Linked DNA regions of Mus musculus: region 2 is linked to region 1. The links are chromatin contacts, called in public Hi-C maps. All regions are on one chromosome and are shown on one strand. Each heading gives the region's core, a stretch centred on a gene start, on an enhancer-like site or on the middle of the called end of the contact. The rest is flanking DNA. Distances are from core to core; before and after follow the strand shown.

What was found. Hi-C and Micro-C count contacts between places; a contact is called where the count stands out from the background.
Region 2: a Hi-C map of centroblasts shows a contact between it and region 1, with 3 times the contacts expected there. The contact joins two enhancer-like sites. A contact is called at or near these places in 1 of 15 datasets of contacts at CTCF or cohesin (the NIH/3T3 cell line), 19 of 484 Hi-C or Micro-C datasets (B cells, the C10 cell line, the C2C12 cell line and 10 more), 11 of 115 datasets of contacts at active chromatin or transcription factors (the 230-238 cell line, embryonic forebrain, embryonic hindbrain and 6 more) and 4 of 9 other capture datasets (adipose tissue, embryonic tail, embryonic trunk and 1 more).

Annotation. Positions count from the first base shown.
Region 1 is chr11:44,762,676-44,770,095 of GRCm38.p6, forward strand. All of the region lies in intron 6 of Ebf1 (early B cell factor 1), which reads left to right. Among named protein-coding and RNA genes, the nearest start is that of Ebf1, 150 kb to the left of the region's middle. Within about 2 kb of position 2,591, at least 23 of the 459 cell types and tissues checked have an H3K27ac peak or open chromatin away from gene starts, as enhancers often do. A contact at or near this core is called in B cells, the CH12 cell line, centroblasts and 2 more, where this site is marked.
Region 2 is chr11:44,629,288-44,636,707 of GRCm38.p6, forward strand. It overlaps Ebf1 (early B cell factor 1), which reads left to right. Exons shown (of 16, transcript NM_007897.3): 5 at 3,464-3,537. Among named protein-coding and RNA genes, the nearest start is that of Ebf1, 15 kb to the left of the region's middle. Within about 2 kb of position 3,839, at least 11 of the 459 cell types and tissues checked have an H3K27ac peak or open chromatin away from gene starts, as enhancers often do. A contact at or near this core is called in B cells, the CH12 cell line, centroblasts and 2 more, where this site is marked.

The DNA of each region.
Region 1 (7,420 bases), core at 1,341-3,840:
AGCTTTTTCTTTGCACCACATCGTTTTGTATTACGATATCTTATAGACAGACCAGGGAGTTTCCTTATCAACCGATTGGCTAGAAAGGATGTGGAAACTTGCTATGCCTTATTGTGTGAAATGGGGTTATCATCGCGGGGTGCTTTCTGCAGAGAGGCTGGCATAGGGCACTCATGTTGCACCCTGGAGATACTGGCGTTTCTCATTAACAGGAGTGGTACAGGCATGAGAAGTGATGAGTATGTGCTCGGCACCTTGAACCTTCTAGCTGATTCCATTGGACTTGGTATATGGTATTTTGAAATTTCTTTCTTTTAGCAAGCATTGTATCAGAGAATAGATTATTGTTTGGATGGCTGAAGATAAATTGGAAAACTCGGGTCATGATTTGAAAGAAATTCTTAAAAGCTCTTTGAGGAAGGAATATCTGGAAGTGTGTGTGGAAGTGTGTGTCTAATAAAACAAGTCCGAAGTTACATTTCTAGTTATATCATGGTCTGAGAAACCTCTTGCTTTTCTTTTAGCACACACATCTCTCTCAGAGGCATGGACTCTCATAAAACAAGACCATTAATCTGCATGTCTTGAGGAAATTGTATTATTGGAATTGGTCTGGAAAGGTATCATTCCTTTGTGGTATCTCACCGAAGTATTAGATTCCTTGGTAGCATAAAATTATGAAGGAGAGTGCAGCTAGAGTTTGACCCGATTCCAAATCTTAGCCTTGTTATTTATTAGCTTTGAGGCCTTCAATGTGCTTTTAACTCTCTCTCTCTCTCTCTCTCACACACACACACACACACACACACAAACACAACTTATACACACATACACGAATATATATATGTACATGCACACACATATACATGTATGCATATAATCAAATACATGTACTTATGTATGTACGCATATATGTATACTTGTATGTGTATACAAGCACACATACATTTACAGATACATGGGCACACACATATGTATACACTAACACATAAGGACATATGCATATGCACGTAGATACATACAAATATGGACACAAATGCTGATTTATTAATTAAATTCAGTGTCTACCACCTCCAAGCAGGAGTTTGCAGCATATAAATAGCAAATAAAACCAGTAAGTATTTGTCGTTCCTAAATTAATGAAGAGATGGATGATGGATGGATGGTTATTATTACAGTTAACCCCCTTCAGATATTTCATAATTAAGCATCATCCTGTTCTTTCTTTTCGTTTTGGTTGCTGCCTAAACCTACAGTACCTATGAACCTCTCCAGTGCAGGCAACACTCATTCCATGAGGGTATAATTAGCCAGCAGAGATCTGTCCTAGAAAAACCATCAACTGCAATCAGAAATCCTGTGTCTCTCAGGGAAAGGTGGTGACTGAGATGGGACTCCATCATTTTACATGGCTTCCAAAGATGAGCAGCAGAGAGTTTGCAGGAGTTTTCTGAAACATCAGAACAGGGTAGGATGGGTTCATTTGCAAGTCTAACCCTTGCTTGCACGGGTTGAAATTGGCTTGAAACCAATTTGACCTCATGTGAAACCCTGGCTGTTTTGTGCTGGACAAAACAATGTGGCTTGGCTACTGGTGATACCAAACAGGGAGGGCTGAAGTTTTATGCTGTTGACTGAGACCTGAGTTTGAATCTTACCTCTGCCAATTACTGGATATAAGGTCTAAAGTTGATATAAATGCATTCCAGTTACTTCTCTGCAGTGCCCGCTCCCCTCTGAGGATTGCAGGATAAAAATAGACCCGGCACACACCGGCCTGTGTTGATTCAGGTTATTTCCCCCTTAGTAGTAATTCAGTTTCCTTTTATGTGTATTCAAGGCTCCACAAGTCCTAGTGAAAAATGGTCTGAGGAATGAGTAGGCAAGAAGTGCAGAGTGTCTCCATCTTGGACTTGTGCTCATAGGTTGGTGTCCAGAAAGAGTGTTCAGTGCTTCCTAGTCACAGACACAGAGAGACTGTCCAAGAGGTTAGCGGGCCATACGACCTCTGCGCCTGCCACACTCTTACCAGCCTGCACTGGCTTGGCAGGAAGCTTGAGGTTGCTGAAGTAAACCCCCTATTTCTCTTTAGGCCTGAACAGACACCAGTAATCATTATCAAACAGATCAAACAGCACCCTCTTGTTAAGTAGGGGCCACCCTGAAGAACAATTCCTCACACGCGATGGTTTATCCATTTTCACGGGGCCAACTCACAAAGGCAAATGAATTAAAAGCAATTTGGAGTTGCATTCAGTATTCTCAAGGCAAAAAGCGGCCTCCAGCATCTTTGCTGAGAGTCTTGGAAATCCGTGTCTTCGACAAGCCAGTCTCTCTGGCCTCGGTGATCGGCTTCTATTCAACCCGTGATTTAACTGGATTGATCGGAAGTAAGTCCTGAACTCTAAAGGAGGGTCCTCAGCTGGCAGCCCCGAGGCTGTGCCCTGCTCTGCCCCATGACTATGTGAGCGTTTACAGATGAGGTAGGAACCGAAAGTGGCAAACAGAACAGCCTGAGAAAATGATGGTCAATCGAGTAGAAAAGTCCACTATTTGCATCAGTACAATAATACACAGGCACACAAGATTTTCAGTTCCTCAAACCCGAGGAGTGGCCAAACAGTACCGTGTGAAGTCTGACATCCTGCTATACATATATATGTTGGGCAGGCTGGAAAAATATAGTAAAATCCCCTCTTGTGTGAGGGGACCTCTGCATAGTTCTCCCTAATTATGGAGGCTGCTGCTCTCTCCTCTTCTTTTTGTTTTCCCCTTCATTTTTGCCCTTGCCTTCTTCTCTTTCCCTCCCCTCCCCTTTCTCGTCCATTTTCTTGTGATTTCAGGTTGTTAGTAAACTCAATTATGAAATCCTAGCTTTAAAGTCAGCTCAGGGGGCAGCAAGATGGACCAGGTGGTAAGGGCAGTGACTTGAGTATCTTCCCTGGAATCCACATGGTGGGAGGGTAGAAGTGGTTCTTAAAAGTTGTTCTTGGAACCTCCAGACTTGTGCCATGAATGGCAACAGGGATGCCTCTGCTCCCCACATTCCCAACACAATCAAGAGACGATGAAAACATTTCAGTAAGATCTAAGGCTACACTACGTGACTTTAGGCATCCTCAGCACATGTTAATCCCTCCCGTTGTCCCCATCCACTCTCCTAAACCTTAAGATGCCCAGCTCTTATAAAACTTTGAAGTTCTCACTCTCTAATACACAGAACATTAACAATCCTTAAAGACAATGAAGGAAACCTGTGGCTGGCTTCTTATCTTTCTCAAGGTAAGAGGTTTGACTATTCTCTTCAAAGCTTTCCTCCTCCTCCTCCTCCTCCTCCTCCTCCTCCTCCTCCTCCTCCTCCTCCTCCTCCTCCATTCCTTTCCTCCAGTTGAAAATATAGAGCAAGACAGAAGTGGCCTTGCAGAGATTTGAACTTGTGACTCAAAGCACTGATTTCATGCAAGAGACCCATGATGTCTGGGCTGGGAGATCAAAGCCCTTGGTTTTGGCCTCACAGCTTCTGCTGTTTCTTTCTGGTACAGGATGAGGGTTTATGTCTTTATTTATCTATGGGGCTAGCAGAATCCCAGTCTGTCGTAATGGTAAATAAAACGTGTTGGAGTTACTATGGAGAAGAAAGGAGCAATTACAACTGCTTAAAACAGTATTAAAATATACTTAAGCAGAGGTTTGCCACGTAAACACACAATTAAAGCAGGAATTTGTGATGGATGCAGGAGTTTGACGGTCCCAGACATACTGTTTACTGGGGTAGTTAGCAGATGGATACGTCAACTGATCCCAGATGTGCAGCCTTTAAATGGGAACACACATCTTACTGGTGATGTATGCCTGCAAGTAGCAACAAATTACTTTCTGTTTAACTCTTACCTATTGAATGCAGAGCTATGTAGTACTCAGTGGATATATATATATATATATATATATGTATATATATATATATACACATATATATATATACATATATATATAATTTCCTTATTCAAAAGTGGTAATTGAATATCTGAATATCTAGAAAAAAAGAAGTTTTGTGCAAGTCATTTTAAAAGAACAGATTGAAGTAGGTTCACTTTTCTCTTTTAAGTCCAGATATCTGATCCTTCTATCCCCAGCTACAGTGTTCAGATATTTGCAGCCAATTAATTCTTAGGAAATTGAATCTGAACTGAATTAATTTTTTCCTTTTAGGGCAGATGAAGCAACTTTTAGGTAAGGAGAGGGAAAAAAATGAAAACAGCTTTTGTGGCACATAATTCATACAACTAATGAAAAGTGTGATATCACTGTCCTTTCGAATAAAACAATAACAAAACACCAAGCCACAGAAAGGCGCTGTATTGTTGTATTTGCTGTTTAAATAATTTAGCTGCAAAAAGTCTGAAGGCTGCTTTAGCTGTAATTAATTATTCATTAATGACATGCTAATTGCACAATACCTTTGAATATTTAACAGAATGCAAAAAGCCAGGCTCTGAAGTTATGTTTTAATGCAAGGGAGGGAGGGGAAATCCTGTAGTCCATCAGTGTAGGACACTGCATGACAAAAAAAAAAAAAATCTTTTTTTTTCCAGATATGAGGTAAAGTAGGAGTAATGCCCTACTTTCCAGCTACCCTCCCTGTCCAGTCACCCTTTGTGTCATAGAATATAATGTCCTTATCTAGACTTAACAATTGACAGGGTGGTAAATCCCTTGACTTTTGTCCAAATGATTTCTCTACAAAAATGGGTTAATTATCGCCTTTCCCTAGCTTTTTGACTAACAAAAGGCCTTGGATCTCTTTTTTCTTTTCTTTCCTATTTACTGTAAGGAGCCCTTTGAAATGTGATAGTTTAATCGGCAACACCTTCTGCAGAGGGATACTGAGAAGCCAGCCTGGCCCAGCCTGGAGCTCAGGTTCCTGTGTGAACATTACCACGGTTAGAAGATATGACCTTCATTATGCCAAAGCCATCCTGGACTTTCAGGATGAAAAAGAAAGAAAGAAAGAAAGGAAAAAAAAAAACCAAACCAAAAAATCTCCCCCAGTGCTCCAGAGTGGACTTCTTTTTTTTTCCTTGAATAAAGGATGGCGGTTTTTAAAACAGTGTCTTTTGGTGGACAGGACGGCTAAAGGGCAGCTGGATTGAGTTGGCTTAGTTGTGTTTCATTAATTCCCTCCGAGACCTGGTGCTTGCATCTCACTGCACTCTGTGCCTGTTGGGAAGCTGTGTTTATCTGCAAGCCAGGGACAGTTTTGGTAGTGGCTAAGCAGAGAACAAGACTCCGCTCCCCAACTTGTTTTTATTTGTCTTGGTCCAAACCAGAGAGGCACCAGCCCCTAATTTAGTGCCCAGCAGTGAGCTGTGTGGCAGCTTGTCTTTGTGGTTGAGACTCTATTTCATGCACTAGGGCCTACTTAGTCATAGTTTGCATTTCACTCCCATTACTATTAATGGCATTTAGGAATGCACATTGGCGGGAAGAAGACCACATTGAATGAGTATATTATGGGAGAGATGAGGAATTAGCATACTCATGTCTGGTCTATGATAGATTTTACTGTGGCCTGGAAGATTTAGCAATTAAGTGAGAAATCCCCATTACAAACGTGCACCTGCTAGAAACAAGACAAAGAGCAACAAACCCCAGAATGTAAAGGAACAACATTGCCTAAGGTTGACACCTAATTCCCCCTCTTGTCTTTATAATATTCTATCATTTGGGAAATGTTACATCTGCTCATAGCTGTTGTTAAACAGGGCAATGTAAAAATCCAGTGCCTGAGTGATAAATGAATGACAGGGGAAGGCAGACCCGGCCAAAAGTGTGTCAGGGTCAAAAGTGTATTTATAGTCGACTTGGGAAGTCACAGCTCACTAAGTGAAAAGAGAAATGATGTAAAAGTCCGGTCTCATCTGGCAATATGTGAATCAAAGCATGGGTGATTGCACAGCGGCAAGCCACACACAGGGTTCAGTTGACAGATGCGTTTTCTTGGCTTAAATGTCTAAGTTTGGATTAATATTTTAGAATTGGAAGATTTGTGTTAAGATCCAATAGCCAACTTCTCTCAGAACATCAGGAAGTCCAGAAACTGAAGCTTCAGTTTTATCCTTCAGTTTCTGTTCCATCCTGGTGACAACTGGCAGGTGCTTGGGTACCAGGGACTTTTCTCTGCAGTTGGCTTGTACCTGCCTGTGCCTATAGTTGGAAGATGGGAATCAGAGGTATGAGTGTGAGTTGGAATGAGAAGAGAAGGGTTGCCTTATAGACAAGCTCCTCTAGTGGACCCCACACTCTTCCATGATGTTGAGCTATGACAAGATTTCAGAGGCTTTGGGTCACTCATTGATGTCCTCCTCTTCCTCATACTGAAAGATGTCACCTATGGTTGTCATCTCCCAGGCTATCAAGAAATTAGTCCTTTGCCTTCCTCATGGTTCTCAGATCAGTGCCAATTTCACCAATGTGACTTATTGTGATTCTTTGTATATCTCAAAATAGTGCCTTCCTGTGACTAAGGTACTGGGCACTTTCCATAGGAATCAAGGGATGATGGGTTTCTTTTGTTTGTTTGTTTGTTTGGGTGGTTTTTGGTTCCATCAAGGCTGGACTCAGTAGCAGTCAATGAATAGCCCCAGACTGTGATAGGAGAATGTCTCTGTGAGCAAAATTTTGTTGAGAAATATTAGTATGGAGAATTCCCAGTTTCTATTGACTCCTGGCTCGGGGCTTCCAGCCTCTACTGCTTACTTCACATTGGGAATACTCATTAAGAATGAATGAATGATGGAGGTACCCAAAGCCACACTCCCTCCATAGTCCTGAGGTGAATGGCAGTCTTGAAGTGGGCAGGAATGTCAAGAGAAGCCAATTTCATGAGTCTTATTTAGAGATCTTCAGGCCAGGAAAGAGACAAGCGTCAACAATCCATGTCTCCTTTACTCACACCCTGTAGAGGATAGCCTGGAATTTTCCATGTTACTGAAGAGTGATGGGGAAACATCTGGGACCAGGCACCCTCATACACCTCTGGGAATTGCTTAAAAGTGGTGCAACATGAATCTCCCAAGTGGAAAATGGTGTTGTGCAGGAGAGAGGCTCAAACATGACTGAGCACAAGAACGCTTCCTCCCCCTTCAGGTCTGGATTGAACTGGAGACTGGGATTGCCAAGAATAGATCTGCTCTCCTAATCTACTGTGGGATGGATGTCTAACCTGTGAGAAGTAGAATGTGGGATTCTTGGATCAGGGTGGGGAGACTCCACATGATTTAAGATCTGTTCTCCGATTGGACAGCCAAGTCTAGATTGGATAGGTTTTATTTTATTTTATTTTATTTTATTTTATTTTATTTTATTTTATTTTTGCCAGCTAAGAAATTGCTTGCTGGTGATGGGCTGTTTTGGAAAATGC
Region 2 (7,420 bases), core at 2,589-5,088, 130 kb before region 1:
CCTGTGCCTTGAGAACTCTTCTTATTCTATCCAGGCACAGGGAGGGGAAAGGCAGAGGGAGAGGGAAGGCAGAAACCTCAGATTCCAGATCTCCCCAGAGTTCTTAATTATTTCTGAGTAAATCCGAACTCTTGGTTTCATTTTTCTATGCTTGATTTGGAGAAAGATTCTCTGTTTTGACTCCACCGCCAGAAGCAAAGTGGTAGCTCGGTATTTGGTAAAGAGATGCATTATGGAGGGACTGGGCCTTTAACAAGTGATGTTCAGTTACCAAGGAGAAAACACAGGACTTCTGGGAGTCCCTGTCATCCATTGCCTGGGGGAGTCCTCAGTGGATTTGCCTTGAAGCTTATTATTAACTGGATATTATCATGGCCTCATTCATTTCAACTAGCAGCCTTGGTAATAATGATGTTTATCCCATCTAGAAAGTTCCAAACGGAGATCTTATGTAATTGATATGCCTGCCACGCCCTCCCCATAACATTGTTTCTTCTCTCCTGCCACCTCCCTGTACCAGCATAGAAGATTTTTTAGACCTGGAAACTGACTAATCGATTATTATTATTACTATTACTATTATTATTATTATTATTTTAGTTTAGCAAGGCAAACACTGAAGCTGACACAGAGGTTATGTAGAGTTTTAGGAGAACATAGAGCTGATTTAGTGATAATAGGAGTTAGCAGAAATGCGTCATTTGAATTTTTTAGCACTAGACTTGAGATCCAATCAGTAATTTACTGTGTTTTCTTTCTTCCTTTCTTGAATTTTTTTAAAAAAAAACAGTGATGGCAGAAAATAGAAGAGACACATACATGTTTTTAAAAAGTATTAAAATTATTTATTATTTAGATTGTGTGCTCGAGTGCACACGCATGCTCATATATGTGTGAGGGCTCCTGAATGCTGCAGTGTATGTGTGGAGGTCAAAGGACAATTGTTGGTTCTTTCCTTTCACAGTGTTAATTGATCTCAAGGCTTTTTGGCAGACATCTTTACCTTCTGAGCCATTCCACTTGCATCAATTTTTGGTTTTCAGAATATTTTTAATTAATGCATTTTCTTGAATAAAGCAACTTTTAGGGCATTTGAAGAAGCCTTTTAAGAATATTGGCAAAAGGGCCAGTGAGAAGGTTTAGACGGTAAAGGGGCTTGCTGAGCAAGCCTGGAGACCTGAGTTCAGTTCTCATCTCCACATGATGGAAAGAGAGAGAACCAACTCCTGAAATTTGTTCTTTGATCTTATACACACCACACACCACACACACACACACACACACACACACACACACACACACACAAACACTCACAACACACAAACACTCACAACACACACACACTCACAACACACAATGGCATTAGCCCTCCCAATTTGATAAACAAATATAATAAGAATAAAGGAAGAGTTATGTGTTCACACTAAGACTAGTGACGAAAGATTTGACACATCAAAGGACTTTAACACGGTGCAAGTTATTGCCCCAGAGCACAGTGATAAGATGTAACCTTATATTGTGAGAAGCTAGCCTGTGGTCACTGGTAGATGGTGAGCATCACTCTAACAGAATGAGTCAGAGTATATGCTGTTCCTAAACCTGTGGATAAGGAGAACCTGGTTCGGAGGGAATTCAGCATCGCTCTGTGCTGTTGTCCCACCTTGAAGTCTAAGACTTTCATATGAGCTGGAGAACCAGAATAGAACCCAAACGGAAGGATATTCTACAAAGTAACTGTCCTGTATTTGCAACAATGTCAATGCCATGAACCACAACGACTGGAGGATATTCGGAATGAAAGGAGACATGACAGCTGAGCGCGGTGATTAGCACAGGATTTTCTTTCGCTGTAAAGGACATTATTAGGTAATTGGTAAATCTCAATAAGGTCTGGAGATTAGATTATTCTATTGTATCAATGCTAATTTTCTGATTTAGATAATTGTGCTGCGATTATGCATGAAAAAGCCTTGTTTTCAGGAAATGCATGCAGAGATATTGAGGATAAATCTGCAATTTGCTAAAAAGTGATTTAGGGGGAAAAAGAAAAATAGGAAGCAAATTTAGTAAAATGCAGGCGTTTGAGGAATCTGGGCAATGAATATCCATCCTGGGCCTCTAAGCATGTTCTTTCAACCGTTTTAGAAGTCTACAGTTGAAGTAAAAACAATTTATTTATTTTTAAAATACAAGGTTATGATGAGCTAGCCATAAAAGGTAGGTAGTTTTGATAGACCAATGTTAGGGATGTGTGCTTTTCTTTTTTTCCTTCATTTTAATTTGTTGTAAAGTTAGCTTTGCTCTGTGTCTAGATACTGTAAACTGTAATCAGGTCATGACCCAGGGATCTGTCTACACTGGGTCTTAAGTCACGGTGGTTCTGTCTCCAAGTTCAAAACCATGGTGCATGAGAATGACCAGTTAGGCACAGAAGTCCTTTTATGAACCACATAATAATAAGAATAACCTCTGGTTAATTTAAATAGTTTTTGTCACTAAGAAACTGAGGGTTCTGTGAATGTGTGAAAGTAATTTTATTAACAATTTGAAGCTGTGTTATATTAGTATTATGCAGTGATACAGTGTTAAGTGAGTTAAATGTATGCTGATGCAGAAGCCCAGTCTACCAATAGCGTTGTGTGTCTCTTTGGCTGGGACAGTGACCTGTAGGTCCATGAGCAAGCTTGAGGTTTTGGGGAACTTGGTGGGTGTCCCAAAGCAAAATGTGATTGTGTTGCAAAAAGGAAAAGAGAGCAAAGCGCCCGTGGCTGGCGGTTGAGGGAATCCAGATTTTGAGAGTGAGATGTAATTCTCTGCTTAAGGAGCTGACTCTGTGATTTCACCCCCCCACACAGCATATGCTGGCAAGGGTTCCCTTCTGGGCGGGTGTACACCCTGCAAAAGCGCTTGCTCTCAGCCTCTCGGTAGGAAGAGGGGGTTTCCCCTGATGGAATCGCTTCAGAAATGACTTTGACGATGCATAGACATCCAGCTTTCCCCATACCCATTTCCTGCTACTTTCCAGTAGAACACGCTGGGAGCAGTGCGGAAGCAAATGTACGTGGCTGGCCGATCAAACGCACATGGCCTCTCTCCATTTGAAATACAAAATATTGCAACCTCTTCAGCCTTCTGGATCTCCCCTCTTTATTGATTAGACTTATTTTTATTCTGTATTGAAAAGAGAATTATGGTTGTCTTGACAACAGATGCCTATCACATGCTTTGGTCCAAAGATGTGCATAATGAGGTGGCTGATAGGGCAGAGAGGATCAGATCCCATTCCACTCAATTTGGGCTGATCCTGACCAATGTGTCCTGAAATAATCAGCCCAGTGAGGCTTTTTGCTCCTAAAAGTTAATTGGCCCCCAGCAGGGGCGAGGCAGTGAAGAACGGGATTGTTATACATAACCCTCTGCTACTTGTTTCTATTTTTAGCTAAAAACATGCCTTTACTTTCAGGCCATAGTGTATGAAGGCCAAGACAAGAACCCTGAAATGTGCCGAGTATTGCTCACACACGAGATCATGTGCAGGTAAGAAATTTCCTCTCTCTTTCTCTCTCTGAAGTAAAGATGAATTTGGATCTCAAGTCTAGGTGAAATCAGTTCCATTGGGGGGTGGGGAATATGTTTATTTTGCGTTTGGTAAATGGTCTGGAAGAATTATCAGACACATTTGGTAATTTGGTCAAGGATCATGTCGGTTCTCAGTTGTTTATTACATTTCATCTTGGGAGACATTAGTTTGCGTTTTTTGGTACCTCACTGTTCATGGCCACAGAGCAGCAACCTCCCTCTTCCTTCGCAGTGGAGTGACATAGAGTATAATTTCCTTTTTGGTGACATTTGCACTCATCTGCATGCTTAGTAAAATATGAGTTCTCTTGAAGTCAGCAGAGGCTTCTGTTGGGGGCAACTTGAAAGTCATACTTCCTCCTTTGAGTTCTGCTTACTATAACACCCCATACCTGAGCCTAAACTCATCTCTGTCTCTTTCTGTCTCTGTCTCTCTCTGTCTCTTCTTTTCTCCTGTAGATGGTCTTTTAGTAATCCTGTTCATATCTGAGCATGAAGCTAATATTTCTTGGGGGTGGTTTGCTTTGGGGTTTTGGGGGAAGGAAAATGAAAAGGAGACCACAAAAGGTCTAATAATTCATGTTCCTCACAGATGAATCTCTTTCTGCTGTGATCATGCTGAAGTGTCATCTGAGACCACAGTGCCCCTTGGTGGCCTCAGCCAGGCCTATGCAGCAGAGGGATAAGGGCAGCCTTTTAACTTACACTCTTATTCCTTGTAAAATAACCCAGCATTTTGCTCTCAACATCTCCCAAGTAATTAGATAAAGCAGGGAGATGCCACACTTGACATCAGAGGAGAGTTCCTAATTGCTTTGTTAGCTGAGCAGCCTCTCTCTGGCACAATGTGTGTTTGGCTGGTGAATGTCACTGACCAGTCTACATGGGTCTTCAGCTGCCTTCTCAGCATGGGAAGCCCTTACCGGCCACTCATGGACTCTTGGGGCAAACAATCTTACAACTCTACAGGTGGAAAAAGACTCAAAAGTGTGTTGTGTTTTCCGAGTGACATCCCAAACATTAACATTTGTATCTATAAAAATTCTGCTTTTTTTCTTTTTAGAAATACTTCTGATTTATAGTTCTAAGATATATAAGCGCTTCACACATTTTCACTTCAGTGATTTATAAAACCTGTTAATTATTCTAAAAACCAGGTTGTTTTTTTTTTTCCTCCAGACTTAAGACAGTAGTGGAACACTCCTAAACAGGGTGGAATTTCTTCATCAGTAGAACGAGTTAGTTTTACCCTGTGTGTATGACCTGGATATAATCTGGCTGAGTGGCACCTTTTTAGAAGGAAAGGAGCAAGCCCCGGTTTAAAAAATGTAACCTAAGTAAATCGTAACCTCGTCTGTGTTACTGTTCCCCCAACCACAGCTCTATCATTTTAGCCTTCTACAATTAACACGCCATTAGACTGCCCTCTCCATGTAGAGCTGCGTGTGGCTGTAGCAGAACAGGAAACAGGAAGATGGATTTCAGGAACAGGCCAAGCACTAGCTATACATCATCGATTTGCATTTCGTATCTGCATATGTTTGGATTATGCTGGAGAGAATTCTATTCCTGAACTACTTAGAGATATATTATGCCTCTCATGCGCAGGGCCCCCCTCTATTAATGCAGTTTATATTTTCCTTGTTTTTAAAATTCATTGGTCCAAAGTGCTTTATTATGCTGGTTGGTGTGCTTTACTGCTCGCGTTCTCTCTATTTTTCAGAAACATAAAAATAGCAAAAAATAAAATTCTCAAGCCATGGAAGGCAAATGACGCTGTTTGTACCGAGTGGCTAAGAGGGAAAGCCATATTCCAAATGTCATCTTGCTAATGTTACAGATTACTGCTCTCTCCGGCTGCCTATAGATGTGGAAGGGGTACTGTTTGTTTACAGGCTACCATGACCCCATTACACAAACCTGTCATCTATTGTGTGGCTAACAGTCTTTTAAATTGCAAATCTGATGCTCTTTAGGGGGCTTTAGGAAAAAAAAATTCTCACTTTCCATACCATCCTATTTCTCTTGATTTCTTGCCTGTTGTAAGTGGAAGTTGGGATGTGCTGAATTTGCACCAGGGGTGCAAATGCAGCCTCAATTATAAGCATAAAATTAGAATCTGTTCACCATTAATCAGCCTGGCTAATTGCTATGCACCACCATTAGCCATATGGTGTGAAAGACAGCTTGCTCTCCCCAAGATAAAATTTCTTCATTGCAGACATGAAATAGTGAAGGCCCTGGATTTTAAAATAGCTTGTTTTAGATATTTAATTTCTAAACAACTTTCTGCAGTGCTTTCTGTCAAAGCTAACGGCACAATAAAACTTTGCGTTGATGTCACAAAAGCTGTATGTTTATAGTACACTGGCTATGATGAAGGAGACAGAATTTCGATCCACAAGAAAGGGCTTGGTGCGTTCTGTTCATTACAGGCAAATGGAAGGGAAAAGGAAACGATAAGCAAGGGACAGTCCTGTCTCAGGTGCTGTAAATTAAGAAGAAGGGGGAGGAGAAGGAGAGAGAGAGAAAAAAAACATTGTGTTTTGTGGAGAAGGTGACCCCATTGTGTGACATGGCTAAAGAAATTACCATCATTAGTTTATAATTGTTGACACTGAGAGAAAAACTCTCTTTGATTTGAAGATGCAGAGCACTTCTGCCTTTGGTGACTTAGAATATCACACCAGTCATTTATGGTTGTGAAGTTCTACAGATAATATGGCTCTATGAATCCTTTCATTTATTTTTTTAAGAGTGGGATTCTATAAGGGGTTTGCTTATATGAGTACCCTAACTTCTGTGTTTCAATGCAAATGAAAACTGGGGACTCAGCTTAGTAGGGGGACTTGATACCCAGCTCTCCAGCAGACTTCAGGCGGCAGGAGTTCTTCATTTCCAGTACCCAGGGAGATGGCAGGCCAGAGGCACCTATCTAAGGAAGGTGCTTGCTTGCTTGCTTGCTTGCTTGCTTGCTTGCTTTATTTATTTATTTAACATAAGTACACTGTAGCTGACTTCAGACGCACCAGAAGAGAGAGTCAGATCTCATTATGGATGGTTGTGAACCACCATGTGGTTGCTGGGATTTGAACTCATGACCTTTGGAAGAGCAGTTGTTGCTCTTAACCATTGAGCCATCTCTCTAACCCCCAGGTTCTTGCTTATTTTATTTTGCAAAAGAACCTTGAAACTCTCAAGGCTAGCCTGCTTATGTGATAGGGTGGGTTTTTGTGTTTTTTCCTTACTTGTTTGCAGGTTTAGTCTGATTGCCTCCACTCAGTTATGTGTGGCTTTCCCAGGGAAGCACCTCTGGCCATTGGCCCAAGTCATAACCCCTTATAAGTTGTCCAGGGTACCGGGTGCTTTTAACTCCATAGGACACCCTGCCTTTGCAATGACACCTACTCTCTGTTTTTATTCAGCCAAGCCCTTTAAAAGGCAGGAAGTGACTCAGTGGACTCCAGGCTTCAGCTGTCCCATTTGTGAAATGGGGTTTTAAATGTTATCTCCTAGGGTGGTAGTGAAGGTTAAACGCTATAGTCCCTATAAATTCTTACCTTGATGCTTGGCAGAGTCAGAATGGAAATACTGTTATGACTTGAAGCAGTATTAATAGAAGCAGTAGTAGAGAACTCATCTGTGCCTGGCCAAGTTTGGTACTTTTTGGCTCTAAGTAGCTGATGGTAAGAAAGCATTGAAGGGAGGTTTGGTGTCTATCAAACCTGGATGTACCTGGTTCCCTACAGTTGTGGTGATGATGTATCTTTATTGTTAGTACCTTCTATGTGCAAAGCCTTGTGGAATTTAGAGTAAGGAAATTTCATGCCATAGTGGGAAA